3 separate regions of the Mus musculus genome follow, and regions 2 and 3 are each linked to region 1. The links are chromatin contacts, called in public HiChIP or PLAC-seq maps. All regions are on one chromosome and are shown on one strand. The core of a region is the stretch at or near the end of the contact, and the rest is flanking DNA. Distances in the headings are between cores, read along the strand shown.

Region 1 (5,151 bases), core at 1,005-3,504:
GTTGTATCTTACAAGTATGGAATTTAGATTTCTAGGTCTCCCCCAGTATAACGATATAAGTAAGTACTTTATTCTTTTAAATGACTGAATTAAATTGGCTGCACTCTAATTTATCTAAGTAGTGATAGAGGTAGAGGTAATTGTCCAACTTTGTGTGTTGCCAGAACTTAGATTCAGACCTATGTAGCAGGCCCCAGAGTCTATTTTTTAATTTTAGACAAAGCTTTCTATCACAGGCTGGCCTGGAACCTGCTATGTAGTGTGAGCTGGCCTCACACACGGTCTTTTTGTGTCAGGCCTTGAATACTGGGATTTTTACTTATTGGGGGACTGGGGCCGTAGACACATGCACACTAGCATATGTGTGGAACTAAGTTCTCTCCTGCTGCTGCTCGGGTTCTGGGGATTGAACTCAGGGTTGGTGGTAAGTGTCTTTCCTTGCTGAGCCATTTAATGCTCTGAAAACCCATTCTGCAGTCACCTGGGTGTTTGCTTTCTTACAGGGCTCTCACCTTTGTCTACCCTTTTGGTGCCACATTGAGCGTCATGAAGCCAGCAGTGGCCGTGCTATCCACAGGCTCTGTCTGCTTCCCACTGAACAGACCCATTCTAGCTTTCTATCACTCAAAGGTATTGACTTTCTTAGATATGGGGGTATTGTTATGTTGTTGAAGTATAGAACCACTTTATAATAGGCACATGCCTTTAATCCCAGCATTTGGGGGGTAGAGGAAGTTGGAGCTCTGTGAGTTGAGTTCCAGGCCAGCCAAGGGTACATAATGATGCCCTGATTTGAAAAAAAAAAAAAAAAAAACCCCAACAAAATCGTCATATTTTTCCTGTGACGCACTTGCTTTTTATGAGGTAGAACCTGAAGTCTATTTTCCCACTGAACAATTGGATTTATTTCTAATTATTTATAATTATGAATGCAATATAGAATCTGTGTGTTTCAGATTGTTGGGTGCAGGGTTTTGTTTTTTTTCTTTTTAAATTTTTTTTGTCTTTATGTGTGTATGATATATGTGTGCATGTGTGCACATGCATGCATGTATCTGCATACGTATGTGATTATGGGCACATGTATTCTGTGGCACACAGATGGAGGTCAGAGGACAAGCTTGGAAGTTGATCTTCATCTTGAACTTTGTGTGAGACAAGGTCTCTTATTTTGTTGCTGCTATGTATGCCAGGCTAGCTGGCTCACAAAGGTCCAGGGATTTTCTCTTCTCTCCCTCCACACCCATAGCCACACAGGAGTGCTGTGGTTATGGACACGTGTGCTACCTCAGCTGGGACTCAGGACTCACACTCAGGTCGCTCACATAAGCACTTCACCCACCAAGCTCTCTCTCCAGCTTTGGCTGCAGATACTGATAATTTTAGTAGCAGTGTGGTGAAAGACTCACTCACTGAAACCTAAGCAATATTGGTAATCACCATTTTTTCATATTTATCAGAAAGGCAAAGATACTTTGTAGTAGTGTGGGATGGAGGATGGTTGAGTAGTTAGGGGCACTTGCTGCTCTTGCAGAGGCCTGCTTAGTTCTCAGAACCTACTACAGGCTCACAACCCACTAGGGGCACTTGCTGCTCTGGCAGAGGCCTGCTTAGTTCTCAGAACCCACTATAGGCTCACAACCCACGTGGAAGCTCATATCTCCCTGTGTCTCCAGTTCCAGGGGATCGCATGCCCCCCTCAGCCTACACAGGTTCCGTCATGCATGTGCTGCACATGTTCTCCTGTAGATGAGGCTCTCCTGTACATAAATGAAAAATCGGTCTTTAAAAAAAAGTAAATGGGAATTGTTTTCATAGCTGATATTTTTCAAATATTAGCTATGTGTGAATTGGCATTTATTGGTGTATCAGACAGTTGCTAATGTGGTAAGCGATACATGCAGTGTGTTTTGTGATGTAAGTATCTAACATCGCTTTGTCATCAACAGAACCAAGGTTTTGGAAAGCTGGCAGTGCTTGGTTCGTGTCATATGTTCAGTGACCAATATTTAGATAAAGAAGAAAATAGCAAAATTATGGTAAGCTTTTCTCTTTCGTGTCTTCCATATCATTAGAAAATACCCATAAGTGTATTTATTACTCATTTACATGAGCATGCTAAACATATTACATGGTAGGCACTAAAAGTATTGAGTCAGCCGTAGCCCTTGCTCTACAGCAGTCTATAGTATGTCAGAGAGTGACATACAGATGAGCGAATGTAGAAAGAGTACTGCTGAATCAGAGGTGGCTGACCTTGGAAAACTGGGGAGGGCCCGACTTGTAAATCAAGCAGCTTAAGCTCAGGGATGTGTACAGACAAGTTAGGCTTCCCCCGACTCACTTACAAAATGGACTATGGTTATTTTATTTGCCTTTGACAATTACTTGGCGGGGGGTCACCCTTAATTTATTTTTTTAACTTCAAGCCTGGCTACCTCCCTAGCCATGTGCCCCAGGTACTTGCTGTTTCTCCTGGCCATATGCTCATGGCTCCCCCTCCTCCTCCAACCAGGTGACTCCAAACCCACCCACCTCTAGTCCCTCCAGTAACTGGCTGCAGTTAATTTTATTTAACCTATAATAGTAAATCAAGGAACAAGGTTTGCACAACAAAAGCTTGTAAACAGGAGAAGCCACTCAGTAAAAGCCTGTGAGTGTGAGAAGTCTAGGTAGGCCTAGAACTTTGGCATAGAATTTAGCATTACAATACATAGCAATAGACCAACCCTCCACAATCTCAGACCCCTCTGTTGTGTGGAAGGAAGAAAGGGAGAGGCCAGCCTGAGTCAGTTAGGCAGGACAGAATGAGGACTAAATGAAGGTCGTGACTAGTGAGTGTAGGAGGGGGTGGCAGCATGGGGTAGCTAGAGTTATGTGTAGGACTGATCACTGATAAAGAACGAAGTGAGTGTGGCCTTGCTCTGTCAGTGTAGCTGAAAGAGCTCATGGCTTCTGAGCCATGTTCTGGATGGAACTCTAGCAACTTACCTGCCAGAGGAAGGTGTGTGCCCTCCCTGTTAGTGGATGGGCCCTTCTAGTCTAGTGTGAGGTGGACTAAGCACTCTGCTTGGGCCTCAGCGCCTTTCACTGTGTTCTGAAACCTCAATGTTTGCTTTTCAAAGGCTGGGGTTTTACATATAATTATGATTTTTGTCATATTATGATTGCCAAAGATGAAAAGGTGTGTTTTTTAAAAGTTTTGACTCTCATCACAGAAAGCAAAGGTTGTTTTAGGATTGTGAACAGGTTTTAGGAAGTGTTGGCTTGTAATGTGTTAGAATGCTCTGACGTGAATGATAAAGGTTGCATTAGACTGAGGTTGGCGTGCTTTTTAGTTGGCATGCTTTTTTGTCTATTTTATTGGGTTCTTATTATCTACCACGCTTCGAACTCTCTCTCTCTCTCTCTCTCTCTCTGCCCAAATCCCTTCCAAACCCCAATACTGGTTAGAAGAGAAAGGTTAGAGGGTTAAGGGTGTGTAGAACACTTTAGACTACTTCCTGTTGATTTAGGGGTGTCAGGTTCCTTGGGACAAGTCCACTTTTCGTTCAGGCTGTCTCCAATTTCTTGTTGTCGCTTTACTCATGACCACGTGACAAACCACAGCAAGAGGAAGCAACAGCAGGAGCAGGAGCAACTGCCACAGGACCTCTTGAAGCTCTCCCGTTTAATCCCTCTCCAGAGGCCCCACAATTCAATTATCTGCAGCTGGCAAAATCACCCCCTGCTAGTGCATGAGGCAAATCATAACCACCTGCTGGGAAGCAGCCTCTTATCCCAGACCTAGGATTAAAACAAAACAAGACAAAATTCTCATATACATAACGGGGTTTTTAAAACAAAATTCTCACTACTTTAAAGAGATTTTACCAATAGAAGGCTGATCATCCTTTTTTGAATTCTATTGTCTTTTCTCCCTACTTTAATTATTTTGTCTAGCCTGACCTTTAGCATTCCCAAATAGCCAGGTGTCTAATTATATTTATCATTTCAAATGCAGGATGTTGTGTTCCAGTGGCTTACAACAGGAGACATCCACCTCAACCAGATTGATGCTGAGGACCCAGAGGTAGGAGACTGCATCATAGAAATGGAAGATGGGTCAGCTTCTTAGAACCACTTCCAAAGGGACAGAAAGATCTCTTTCAACTCACCCCTAAGACAGTTGGAAGACAGTTTGGAGAAATGGCTCAGAGGTTAAGAGTACTGGCTGTTCTTCCAGAGGTCCCAGCAACCACATGGTGGCTCACAACCATCTTTAATGGGATCCTGTGCCCTCTTAGGTGTACTCACATATATAAAATAAATAAATCTTAAAAAAAAAAAAAAGACAGTTGGAAGAAATTAGCTAACCATAGGATTGATTGAGTGCTTCCATATAAACCTCAGGATTTACTGTTTGTTCTCTGGAAGATTGCTCGGCGAGAGGGCTGTGGCCAAGCCTGACAGCCTTAATTCAATCCCGGGATTGACACAATAGAAGGAGAGAGCCAGCAGCTACACAGTGTCCTCTTCCTTCCACGTGCATGCCTTGACACACATGTCCCCACTCATATGGTAAATAAATAAAATGCAAAATAAATGTAAAAAGAACAAGTTAGGCCAGTTAGTCATTCTGGGAGCACTCTGTGATGTTTCTGTTTGGATGCCTAGGAGTCATGGAAGGCCAGAGAAGTGAACAGACGGCTGGCCTGTTTGTACTCCCTGAGCTGTGTGCTGGGTTGTGTCGTGGCATAGGTAGCCGCCTTGTCAGTACTCTCACTCTACTCATATCCTATTAAATACTGAGTTTCTAAAGCTGCCACATGTTGCTGGGAAGGGCATTTATCTGCTTTTTTTTTTTTTTAACTTAAAAAAAGTTTGAGGATTGGGAAAGGTCGTTTGTTTGTTCCCCTTTTTTGTTTTTGTTTGTTTATTTGATTTGCTTTGCTTAGGCTGGGTTTCATGGCCTTGGCTGGCCTGGAACTCAAAATGGAGACCAGGTTATCCTTGAATTCACAGAGCGCCACCTGCCTCTGCCTGGCAAGTACTGGGATTAAATTAGATCTAGGGCTACAGAAAAAAAAGTGAATGTATCTTACTATTCCTATAATGAATGTTCAGGCAAATCTCCTGTGCTGAAGCTAAGACTTTGTGTTTGTTTGGTTT
Region 2 (5,151 bases), core at 1,517-4,016, 58 kb after region 1:
GCGTGTGGCTGGCTGTGCGGGATGCTGTTTTAGATGTCGAATGACTTGATCAAAGCCTGTGTGCGTTGAGTGAGCATTTTCATAGCGACTGTTAAGTGTTCCCCATGGAAGGTGGTTCAATTTACATTCTCAGCTCAGTTCTAAACCCCACCTCCACCGCTCTTTCTAAACCTTTAAAAACAACCAGCACAGCCCGGACCGTTACTTTGCAGGTTTTTATTCAGATGAGATGCGCGATCCATCCACGCATTTGAGAGCCCTCTTCCTCCTGCTAGAAGTTTGCCTTCCTGGTCCTAGTCTGAGGATCTTCTGGGCATTGGTCTCCTCCCCGTGACTCTTGGATGTCACTTTCACAAACAAGTTTTTGGGGAACAAAACTCTTAAGGACGAACATTGGGTGACAGTTGGCGCCGTCAACATTCCAAATGTCAGGGTTGGAAAGCCAACGAACCTGTAGTGTGTCCTGGTTCTGCGGCTGTGGGAGGCTGACTTGCAGAGGGCCTAATGTGTCCTCTTCCTCCACGGAGCTCCTGTTGACACAGGTAGCTTCATGTTCAGCCAGCTTTCTGATGGGAACCACGTGGCAGGCGTTGTATTTACAGCTGGCCATCTTTTTGGCTTTCTTGGGGTTCTTCTTCCTGCATGACGCCAGGTGGTACTGGAACCTGCTGAGCGGGATTCGGTGGTGAGGGTTATAAGGACAAATTTCTATGGATTCTGGCTCCATCCGGGAGTTGACTTGAAGCCAAGTGTCCTGCTGCCCAAAGTGTACGTGGTACACCTCGAAAGGAAAAGCCTCTTCCTGTGAAAGATTGTGCTGTCTTCTGCCAGGCTTTGGCTCTTGGGTCTCTGGAGTGAAATTCTCACTCACGTTCTGTCAGCAATCGCTATGCAGAGAAAGCCAGAAAACAGCCACCAGAGACGTTAACTCAGGCAGGTACAAGAGCCCGAAACAGTAGCTTCCAAGGAGGTGAAGTTAGCAGGTTATAATGATGCTTTGACGCTAAGATACCCTGTGTTGTCAAAGGACAGAACAGGTGGTCACAATGGGCAGCTTATGACATCAGGGACAGACTGTCCACTGGGTGGGGGAAGTGGCTTGAGGAAAGCTGCTGTTCAAATGTAGTTATGACACGTACCCGGCCCTTGGCAGTTTCGGGCTTCATTAGCATAATCAAACCCCTTATTCATCAGCGTCGGTTGTGTGGTCTTTTAAAAACATCTTTTTTACATCATGTGTTTATTTGTAAGGAGTGACATTGGGGGTACACTTAGAAGTCGGAGAAAGACTTGTAGGAAGGATCAAATCCAGGTTATCAGGCTTGGCAGCAAGCACTTCTACCCCATGAGCCTTCCTGACTCCTTTTCTTTTTTTGTCCCTCTACTTTCCCCCTCCCTTCTCTCTTTTGATGCAAGGTCTCATGTAGCACAGGTTGGCCTTGACCTTGATATGTGGCTGAGGATATAATCACACCTTATAAACTGGGATTATAGACGCGGGTCTCCGTATCTAGTTTAGATGGTGCTGGGGACAAAGTCCAGGGCCTCATGCATTTGTGGCAAGTTATCTGTCAACTAGGCTATATCCTCTTCTTCTCTCCCCCCCCCCTCCCCTGTAGCTCTGGTTGTCCTGGAACTCACTCTGTAGACCAGGCTGGCCTCGAACTCAGAAATCTGCCCGCCTCTGCCTCCCAAGTACTGGGTTCAAAGGCGTGCGCCACCACTGCCCGGCATACTTATTTATTATGATAAATCTTTGGGCTGGAGTGAAGCAGGGCCAGAGCGACTGGGGCCAAGCAAAGCAAGCAATCTTCGTTCCTAGAAACCACATGATGGCTCACAACCATCAGTACAGCTACAGTGTACTCACATGCATAAAATAAATAAATCTTAAAAAAAAAATCCTCATGCTGCAGTCCACACGTGCTACAGTTTCCAAGCACGCAGCATGCTGGGTATCATTCCTTATTTTAAGTACACAGTGTTAAAGAAATATTTCCACCCCTTCCTCAGCCTCTACATTTTCCAGTTGCGTAGTAATTACAAATTGAAGTATCCATTTGTAATTACTAATTGGCTTTTTATTTTGTGTATGAGTGTTTTTCCTGCATGGGTGCAAGTGCGCTCTGTGTGTGTGTGTGTGTGTGTGTGTGTGTGTGTGTGTGTGTGTGTAGAGGCTGGAAGAGGGCTCTGGATCTGCTGGAACTGGAGTTGTTGATAGCTGTAGGCCACCATGCAGGTGCTGGGAACTGAACTTGGGTCATCGGCCAGAAGAGCAAGTACTCTTAGCCACTGAGACCTTTCTCTGGTCCTCGGTTTACCAGAATTTCAAGTTACTATTTTATCCTTTCTGGATCAGGTGAAGCTTTCTTTTAATCCACCCTCCCTCCCTCTCTTCCCTTTAGTGCTGGAGACCGAACCCGAGCTCTTACACTTGCCAGACTCTACTACCCAGCTAAATCCTCAAATCTCTGCATTTTAAACCTGGTTTTATTACTATTATTTATGAAGCTGAGTCAGGATTTTATAAAGACATTTTGGAAGACTGTAGTACAACTAACGTAAGCTTATCCCCAACTAACTCACACATAAATGAGACTTAGAATATGGTTATTTTATTCGGCTTTGACAATTACTGGGGGTCACCCCTAATCTGCTTTTCTGCTGGCCTGGCTACCTCCCCAGCGGGGGGTTCCCCAGATACCTGCTGTTTCTCCTGGGTCCCCTCCTCTCATGGCGCCTTCTCTCTCTCCCCTCATGGTCTCTCTTCTCTCCCTCTCAAGTCTCCACCCTCAGCCAGGTAACTCAAAATCCACCTACCTATAATCTCTCCAGTAATTGGCTGTAGCCATTTTTACTTAGCCAATAGTTTTAAGGAACAAGGTTTGCACAACAAAAGCTGGTAACCAGGAGAACTCACTCACTCATAGGCCTGGACCTTCGGGTTCAGAATTTAACTTTGTGATACACAGCAACAGATCAAACCTCAACAGAGGGCTGGAGAGATTACTCAGTAGTTAAGAGCACTTGCTGGTCTTTCAGAGGATGGTGGTTCGGATCCAACCCTCATGATAGCTCACAATTGTCTATTACACCAGTTCTAGGGAAGCTTGGTGCCCTCTTCTGGCCTCCGTGGCCTCCTGCATGCATGTGTGCTTCTCAAAGGAGTCAGAAAACAAGGACTTCCATAAATAAGGATGGAATGGGCTGCTGAAGGAAGAGTTTCTTAACCTTGTTTTTTTTTGTTTGTTTGTTGGATTGTTTTGTTTGTTTGTTTGTTTGTTTTGTTTTGTTTTGTTTTTTTGAGACAAGGTTTCTCTGTGTAGCCCTGGCTGTCCTGGAACTCACTCTGTAGACCAGGCTGGAGATCCCCCTGCCTCTGCCTCCCGAGTGTGGGATTAAAGGCGTGCGCCACCACTGCCCGGCTGAAGAGAGAGTTTCTTAACTCTGACTCAAGGGCCTTCTGGACCTCCCCGCTCTTGTCATTTTGTGTCGTTGAGATTTCTTTCCCTTTCTACTCTGTGCCTCTCCTTGACTCTAGGTTCTGCCCCTGCCTCTTTGCCCTTCTGGCTTATCTTGCTTCTTACACCCGCTTGGGGAATCACTGTCCTTCCGATTCAAATTCAACCTCCTGACTTCCTCTTGATAGACTGGTCAGCCTCCGCTTGTCCCATAACATCCTTGTTTCACCTCTTTTGACCTTAGAGATTTATTTGATTCATGTGTGTCTCCGTGTAAGTGTATGCTGTGTTATCTGTGGCACCCTCAGAGGCCAGAAGAAGGTGTTACAGGAGGTTGCAACAACCCGAAGTGACTTCTCTGGATGAGCCCCAAGTTCTCTTAACTGCTGACCCCCTTCTCTAGCACCTACTTTTATTTATTTATTGAGTTATTTTATTGTTTTGTTTATGAGTGTTTTGCTTTGCTTGCGTGTATGTAGGTGGTCCAAGTGTGCTCTCAGAGGTCAGAGATGGTGTTGGATCTTGTAGGACTGGAGTTACAGATAGTTGTGATGCTCCATGTGGGTGCTGGGAATCGAACCGGGGTCCTCTTGAAGAACAACAAATGCTCTAACCATTGAGCTTCCAGCAACTTCCTCTCCCTGATTCCTGAATAGTGTTTTTGCTGTGTTACTTCCTCTTATCCCTTGAGCTAAATCCAGTTTTTAATCATTCTACATGGAGTTGAGGGTCCAGCTCAGGCACTCACAATTTTGCATGTGTGTGTGTGCGTGCACATGTATGCTCGCACACACATATGGAGTCGGATGACTATTGCAGGCATTACCTACACTTTTCATCTCCTTGAGGAAGGGTCTTTCACTGACCAGGAGGGCACTCACTGGTTAGCCTGGGTTGGCTGGCCAGCACGTCTCCACCTCCCATCTCTGGGATAATAAGCAGGCACTACTATGTCCCGTGGCTTTTTCACCTGGATTCCAGGGACTGAGCTTGGCTCCTCTGGCTTCTGGGGCCAGAGCTTCACTGATGAGCTATATCTCCAAGCCTTTCCTTAACCTGTTAGAAGGTAGTCTACTTCATTTTCTGTCTGTCTTACAAAATTTTATTGTTGGTTTTTCCACAGTCTAATCTTTTTATTTGGGTATTTCTCTTTCTTCTGTTATTTATTTTATTTTATTTTATTTTTGTGCATTTGCCACTGAGACTCAGACCCACTGCCATGCATAAGCTAGGCAAGCACTCTGCCATACAAGTTATGGCTTCAAATGTTTTTCATTTTTGAGTCTGAGACAGAGTTTTGCTAAAACCTCCAGGCTGGATTTGAACTTGCTTCTGGCTCAGCCTCATTAGCAGGCCCGGCTCGGTAGTGATTTCTCTCTCATTCTCTTTCTGTTTTTGGAACACATGAGTTTTCTCACAAGGTCCCAGGAATCTCACACAGCTTTATTCATGAACCACTCATGTGCCCCTCCCAGGTGTAAGACCAGGAGTGGATTTCGCTTTAGATTACCCATCACCTTACCCTATTGTTCAGAATAATGTTTTCTAGCACGCACAACGTGCAGAGCTTGTGCTAATTTGACCTTGCCCTTGTGACTCTATAAGTCTGCACTCATATGACCTTGCTTACCTTAAAAGAATACCCTCAGAATATGAATTGTCGGACTTGGCTATTGCCTCAGATCAGCTC
Region 3 (5,151 bases), core at 1,982-4,481, 44 kb before region 1:
GAACTATTTGATTTTTTGTTTTTGTTTTTGTTTCTAAAACATGGTTACTCTGTGTAGCCCTAGCTGTTCCAGAAGTCATTCTGTAGACCAGGCTGGCCTGGACTCAGAGATACATCTGCCTCTGCCTCCCGAGTGCTGGGATTAAAGATCTGTGCCACCTCTGCCTGGCAGACCTATTTGATTTTTAACTTTGTAGATCTTTGATTTGTTGTTTGTTCTCAAAACAGAAAAATGTCCCTCGTTCCTGTGTGTACGTCGGCTTTATCAAGGGTTCTGTTTCCCGCTCACGTGGGTCAGTTTTCTGGGCTGACTGGGTAGAAGTTTTCTGGTCTGAATGTGAACATGTGGTTCACTCTGCCTGTGGATGACTCTGCAGGTGGCCTTAGTGGAGGGTGGAGCAGTCAGGCCAAAGGACAAAGTGTACCAGAGCATGTCAAGTTAGGGAGAGTATTCGTGGAGATACATCTGCATTGGTTCAGTGTCTTGTGTCCCCATCTTTGTCCCCAAGACTGTATCTTTTTGTTACATTTATTTTCACTCTGTTCATGGGAGTGTTGTGTATGTATGTTAAGTGTACTGAGAAGATGGTGTCCTCCAGAACTTAAGTTACAGGTGTTTTAAGCTGCTGCATCGGTGTTGAGAACTGAACTTAGGTCCTCTGCAAGAGCAGCCAGGGCTCTTAACCACTGAGCCCTGAATGTATCCAGCCCCAAGAATGTATCTTTGATCTTCATACCCACACAACAGAGTTCATGCAAGGAGGAGGGAAGGGAAAGGAAGAAGGAAAAACAGCTGGGAGAAGGTGTGTATGGTGACACAGGAGACATCTGGGCTTTTTTTCTTCAGGTCACAGAGAAAGAAGGACAAGTTCGACCATGGAGGGGACCCATGTTGATTGTTATAGTAAGTTGGTAAATGGGTTAGTAATTCCCAGTTACAGGATACACAGAAGTTTTAGTAAAGGACCTTAGCTGTTCTCCCGGTGGGGGGGTCTCGTTTAAAGTAAGAAATGAAATTAGTAAGAGCACAAATGCTTAAGGACAAGGAACTGAGACTGGGAAACATGAAAGCAACCCCACACTGCAGAGAGTGCTGCAGCTCGCAGGAAAAGATAAGGTTGGGCTGGCAAGAAGGCACTTGTCACACAGGCCTGATGACTTCAGGTCAGTCCCCAGAAGCCACATACAAGTGGAAGGAGACAGCCAACTCCCAGAAGTCGCCCTCTGACCTCCAACTTTAAGGGCTAGTGAGATGTTGGCTCATCACTTAAGAGCAGAGGACCCAGGTTTGGTTCCCATCTGGTTTCCACATCAGGCAGCACACAACCACTATAACTCCAGTACCAGAGGACCAGAAGCCCTCTTCTGGCCTCCTCAGGTACCTGATACACGAAGTACATATACAGTCAGGCATACATACACAGAAGATATGGAAAGAAAGAAAGAAAGAAAGAAAGAAAGAAAGAAAGAAAGAAAGAAAGAAAGAAAGAGAGAGAGAGAGAGAGAAAGGAAAGAGAAGAAAGAAATGAAGGAAGAAAGAAAGGAAGAAAAGAAAATCAAACCTGTGTTGACGTGGAAAGATATACATGAGAAAAAGAAATAAATTCTTGAGAAGCGATAGCTGAGCAAGTGTGTACTATGAGTCAGTTCTGCATGCAGATATGTCCACTAGGGCACAGACCAAAGTTTGGAGGACCTGTCACCATTTAATTAACAGCACATACCTCTAGAAATATGAGGGATTCTGGGTATGGAGGGATCTTTCACTTTCAATTTAGCATTCTTCTGTAAGCTGAAATTCTTGCATACAGTCTGTACAATCGATGCCATTGTGTGTGTGGCTTTTTTTTTTTTTTTTTTTTTTTTTTTTTTTTTTTTTTTGACAGCTCTGGGATTAAAGGGAGGAGCTTGGCGGAGCCACAGTAGTGAAAGAGGCAGAGCCCTGGCCAGAGTCCTGATTTGCTCTTATACTCAGGCCAGCTGCCTCCCCTCTCTGGACCAGGGCCAGACATGTGCTGGTGTGTGTGCTGGGCAAGGTGGTGAACTGAGGGCACCGGAGAACTTTGCAAAGCTCGGGAGCAGTAGTTTTTAAGGCACTAAGCTGGATCATTGAGTCTTTGGTGTTTTTGTTAAACAGAGTCAATGGTAAACGGCTGTGAAAGTAGATTGTATAGCATACTCCCTTGGCATATGCAGGGTGCTGGCTTTGATCCCCAGCACCACATAAGGTTTGGGCATAATGGTACCACCCGTAATCCCAATACTTGAGAGGTGGAGTGGGGGAACCAGATGTTCAAAATTAGTCTCAGCTATATAGAGAGTTCCAGGCCAGCCTAGGATACGTGGCACATTACTTTAAACATCGTGAAATCAAACTCTAAACACTGAAATCAAAACCAAACACTGCAGAGAGGTCACTTGGAAGATCGTGTCCCCACCTGCCTAGTTGTCTGACCCTGCGTCCTCCCTGAGTCAGAATGCCTGGCCTGATAGCGTCACATCATTCACAAAATATCCTTCACTTCGGCTGAGCCCTGGTGCGGTGCCTGGCCCTCAGTTTTCCGACATTCAGAGCAGGATCTCCACTCCACCCCACAAGCATTCTTCTCCTAAAATGATGTCAGGATAGGTGAACCCTGGGTGGTTAGGCAGCAGCTCAGTCAAGAGAGAATGAGAGGCATCCAGCAATGCAGCAAGACAGAGCAGGAATGAGCTGCCCATTCCTGAAAGCTCTCAAGGAGGAAGGCTGCACACAGAGCCAGGCAGCCCTCCTCAGGGAAATGGTGTGAGGGAGTTGGAGGAAACAGGTCTTTTTATTGTCTGTTCTCCATGTTCCAGGAAAAGGGGGAAGTGACTCAGATGGTGGCATCTAGGAGGGTTAAGTGGACAAGCCTAACTCCAGCTGGACTATGGAAAGGGGGTGATTTCAAGAATGAAGGTATGACAGTGTCCGAAGAGACTTAGGAGAGCCTTCGTGGAGGCTCAGGAATTCACGTGAGGCTCTGGGAGCTGGAGTCATTTGCCCAAGGTCACACAGCTTCAAGTTTGCAGTTTTTAACAGTTCGGAGGGTCCCCAGGGCACAGCTGTCCAGGAGCCAGTGGTGCAGCAACCATGGTGATTCAGCCCAGCAGTTAATGAGTAACCGGAAGGTCCTGAAGCTGGCTCGCAGCTGGCAGGACTGGGAGGCTGAACCTGTGCTGGTTTGAGAGTCAGGCGAGTGGGTGACAGGTCACTCCTGCTTGGGAAGGTTGCAGGGTGAGTCAGGATTGGGTTTCAGGTCAGAAGGACGGTGCAGAGGAAGAGAACACAATTCTCTAGGACCTGCACTGGAACCCGGGGTTTCCAGGTGAGCAGCTTCTCTGGGAGCAGGGCACCTGCCTTACTCTCAGCTTACAGCTACATCTGAGTTATTCCAACCTAGGCTAGATTCTTTCCAAACTACGCACCTTCTTTTTCATACCCTTCTCCTCCTTTTCCTCCCTAACTTCATCTCCATTTCTCCTTTTCTTCTACTCAAGTTTTCTTACTCCCTAACCCTTCTCCCCTTTCTGAAGTGAGAATTTTGGTTTCTTTAAGACCACAGGAATATCATAACAATATGTTTTCCATTTTAATCCTGGGTGTGGTATGAGATTGTCCACAGCAGCTGACTGTGATTTGCCTCATGCTCTAGCAAGGCATGGTTTTACCAGATGCAGGGAGGTTTGTTTTGTTTTGTGATTGTGTGATGTTTGGAACTCTAGGGACTTTTCATAGGGTGTATAAATTATAAATGCTAGAGCCTCAGAGGCTGTGTGTGTTGTTGGTTGGTTGCTGTTGCTTGCTGCATTTTATCAAGGAGTTGCACACAAAGAAAAAACAACAAGGAGAAATTAGATATCCTGACTGTGAAGATCAAACTTGCCCCAAGGAACTCAATGACCCTAATCAGCAGGAAGTAGTCTAAGGTAAATGTCGCCCCCTTTTTCCTTCTATTCTTTTTCTTTCCTATCAAGTATTGGAGTTGAAAGGGTGGAAGAAGAAGGGTGGAAAAAGATGGATGAGAAAGTAACCCACAAAATAGCGAAAGTCTGCCTCTGTCTTTCTTCGCAGCCAACTAACTTCCTAATTTCTTCTTTCTTAATGAACCAGCCCATCACAGATCACTTCCTCTCCACTTTCATTATTTCTGTCTAGACTCTTCTGGAGATTCTAGGCTGTGGGTTTTGGGGTCAGCTTGCTTGGGTTCAAATCCAATTTATATCACTTACTAACATGGTATCTCACTCACATCATTTCTCTTCGCCATCCCTTGGTTTCCTCCTCATTTAAATAGGACTGTCAGGGCTGGGGTGGAGCTTAGAGGTAGAGAACTTGGTTATCGGTGCTAAATCCAGTCTTCAACAACACACACACACATACACAGGTGTGTGTACACACACACAGATTTCAAGTTGGGCCAGGTTGTATCACAAGACAGTAATACAGGATCAAAGGAACTCTGCAAAGATGGGGTAGGGTGAGGTCTTAGTCAAGGTGACAGAAAAAGTGAGCAGTGAACATTTTGTTTTTTGGTTTTGTTTTGTTTTTTTAGATTTATTTATTGTTATATGTAAGTACACTGTAGCTGTCTTCAGACACTACTATCTGAAGAGGATGTCATGCTGATCTCATTATGGGTGGTTGTGAGCCACCATGTGGTTGCTGGGATTTGAACTCAAGACCTTTGGAAGAGCAGTTAGTGCTCTTAACCGCTGAGCCATCTCTCCAGCCCCATGCAGTGAACATTTTGAAGGGCTGCTGAGGCTTGGTATTTTAGTGATTAAACTGTGTCACTGTGAGAAATTTTCTGCAATAGTTCAAAAACAAAACCAAATAGCCTAACTTAACCACGGTGGTCGTGGCTTCCTGCCTTTGTCGAAGCTATACATGCAAATACCTGCTATCTTTTATTTTTCCACTTTAATAAAATGATTCCCCCAGCGCCCCCACCATTCTAAAATTTGCTTTCTCCTTGAAAATTGTATCAGCTGTGTGGCCCCTTTTTGGCCCATGTAGGTGTCTATAGGCAGAGGTTTGGGTTATATACATTTTCATTTTGTATGTATACTGTGATGGAGCGTTCCATTCCTTGACTTCATTAGTCAAATGTGTCATGAAAACTGCCTCTAT

What was found. HiChIP or PLAC-seq counts read pairs in DNA pulled down with a chosen protein or histone mark.
Region 2: a contact with region 1 is called in an H3K27ac HiChIP or PLAC-seq map of embryonic stem cells, with 20 read pairs. The contact joins the promoter of Gtsf1l here to the enhancer-like site in region 1. A contact is called at or near these places in 16 of 39 promoter capture datasets (the 3T3-L1 cell line, 3T3-L1-derived adipocytes, the HPC-7 cell line and 9 more), 2 of 15 datasets of contacts at CTCF or cohesin (embryonic stem cells and pro-B cells), 22 of 484 Hi-C or Micro-C datasets (Th1 cells, cerebral cortex, effector CD8 T cells and 8 more), 13 of 115 datasets of contacts at active chromatin or transcription factors (acute myeloid leukemia, differentiating embryonic stem cells, embryonic stem cells and 3 more) and 4 of 9 other capture datasets (adipose tissue, embryonic stem cells, liver and 1 more).
Region 3: a contact with region 1 is called in an H3K27ac HiChIP or PLAC-seq map of embryonic stem cells, with 10 read pairs. The contact joins the promoter of Sgk2 here to the enhancer-like site in region 1. A contact is called at or near these places in 5 of 39 promoter capture datasets (the HPC-7 cell line, cranial neural crest, liver and 2 more), 3 of 484 Hi-C or Micro-C datasets (cerebral cortex, embryonic stem cells and nephron progenitors), 3 of 115 datasets of contacts at active chromatin or transcription factors (double positive thymocytes and embryonic stem cells) and 3 of 9 other capture datasets (adipose tissue, liver and pancreatic islet).

What each region holds. Positions count from the first base shown.
Region 1 is chr2:163,029,232-163,034,382 of GRCm38.p6, forward strand. It overlaps Ift52 (intraflagellar transport 52), which reads left to right. Exons shown (of 13, transcript NM_172150.5): 7 at 504-630; 8 at 1,950-2,039; 9 at 4,004-4,072. Among named protein-coding and RNA genes, the nearest start is that of Ift52, 14 kb to the left of the region's middle. Within about 2 kb of position 2,255, at least 23 of the 459 cell types and tissues checked have an H3K27ac peak or open chromatin away from gene starts, as enhancers often do. A contact at or near this core is called in acute myeloid leukemia, differentiating embryonic stem cells, embryonic stem cells and 1 more, where this site is marked.
Region 2 is chr2:163,086,835-163,091,985 of GRCm38.p6, forward strand. It overlaps Gtsf1l (gametocyte specific factor 1-like), which reads right to left and starts at 2,767. Exons shown (of 2, transcript NM_026630.2): 1 at 2,705-2,767; 2 at 197-1,013. The coding sequence starts at 727. The coding sequence ends at 272.
Region 3 is chr2:162,984,250-162,989,400 of GRCm38.p6, forward strand. Sgk2 (serum/glucocorticoid regulated kinase 2) reads left to right here and starts at 3,232. Exons shown (of 14, transcript NM_013731.3): 1 at 3,232-3,346.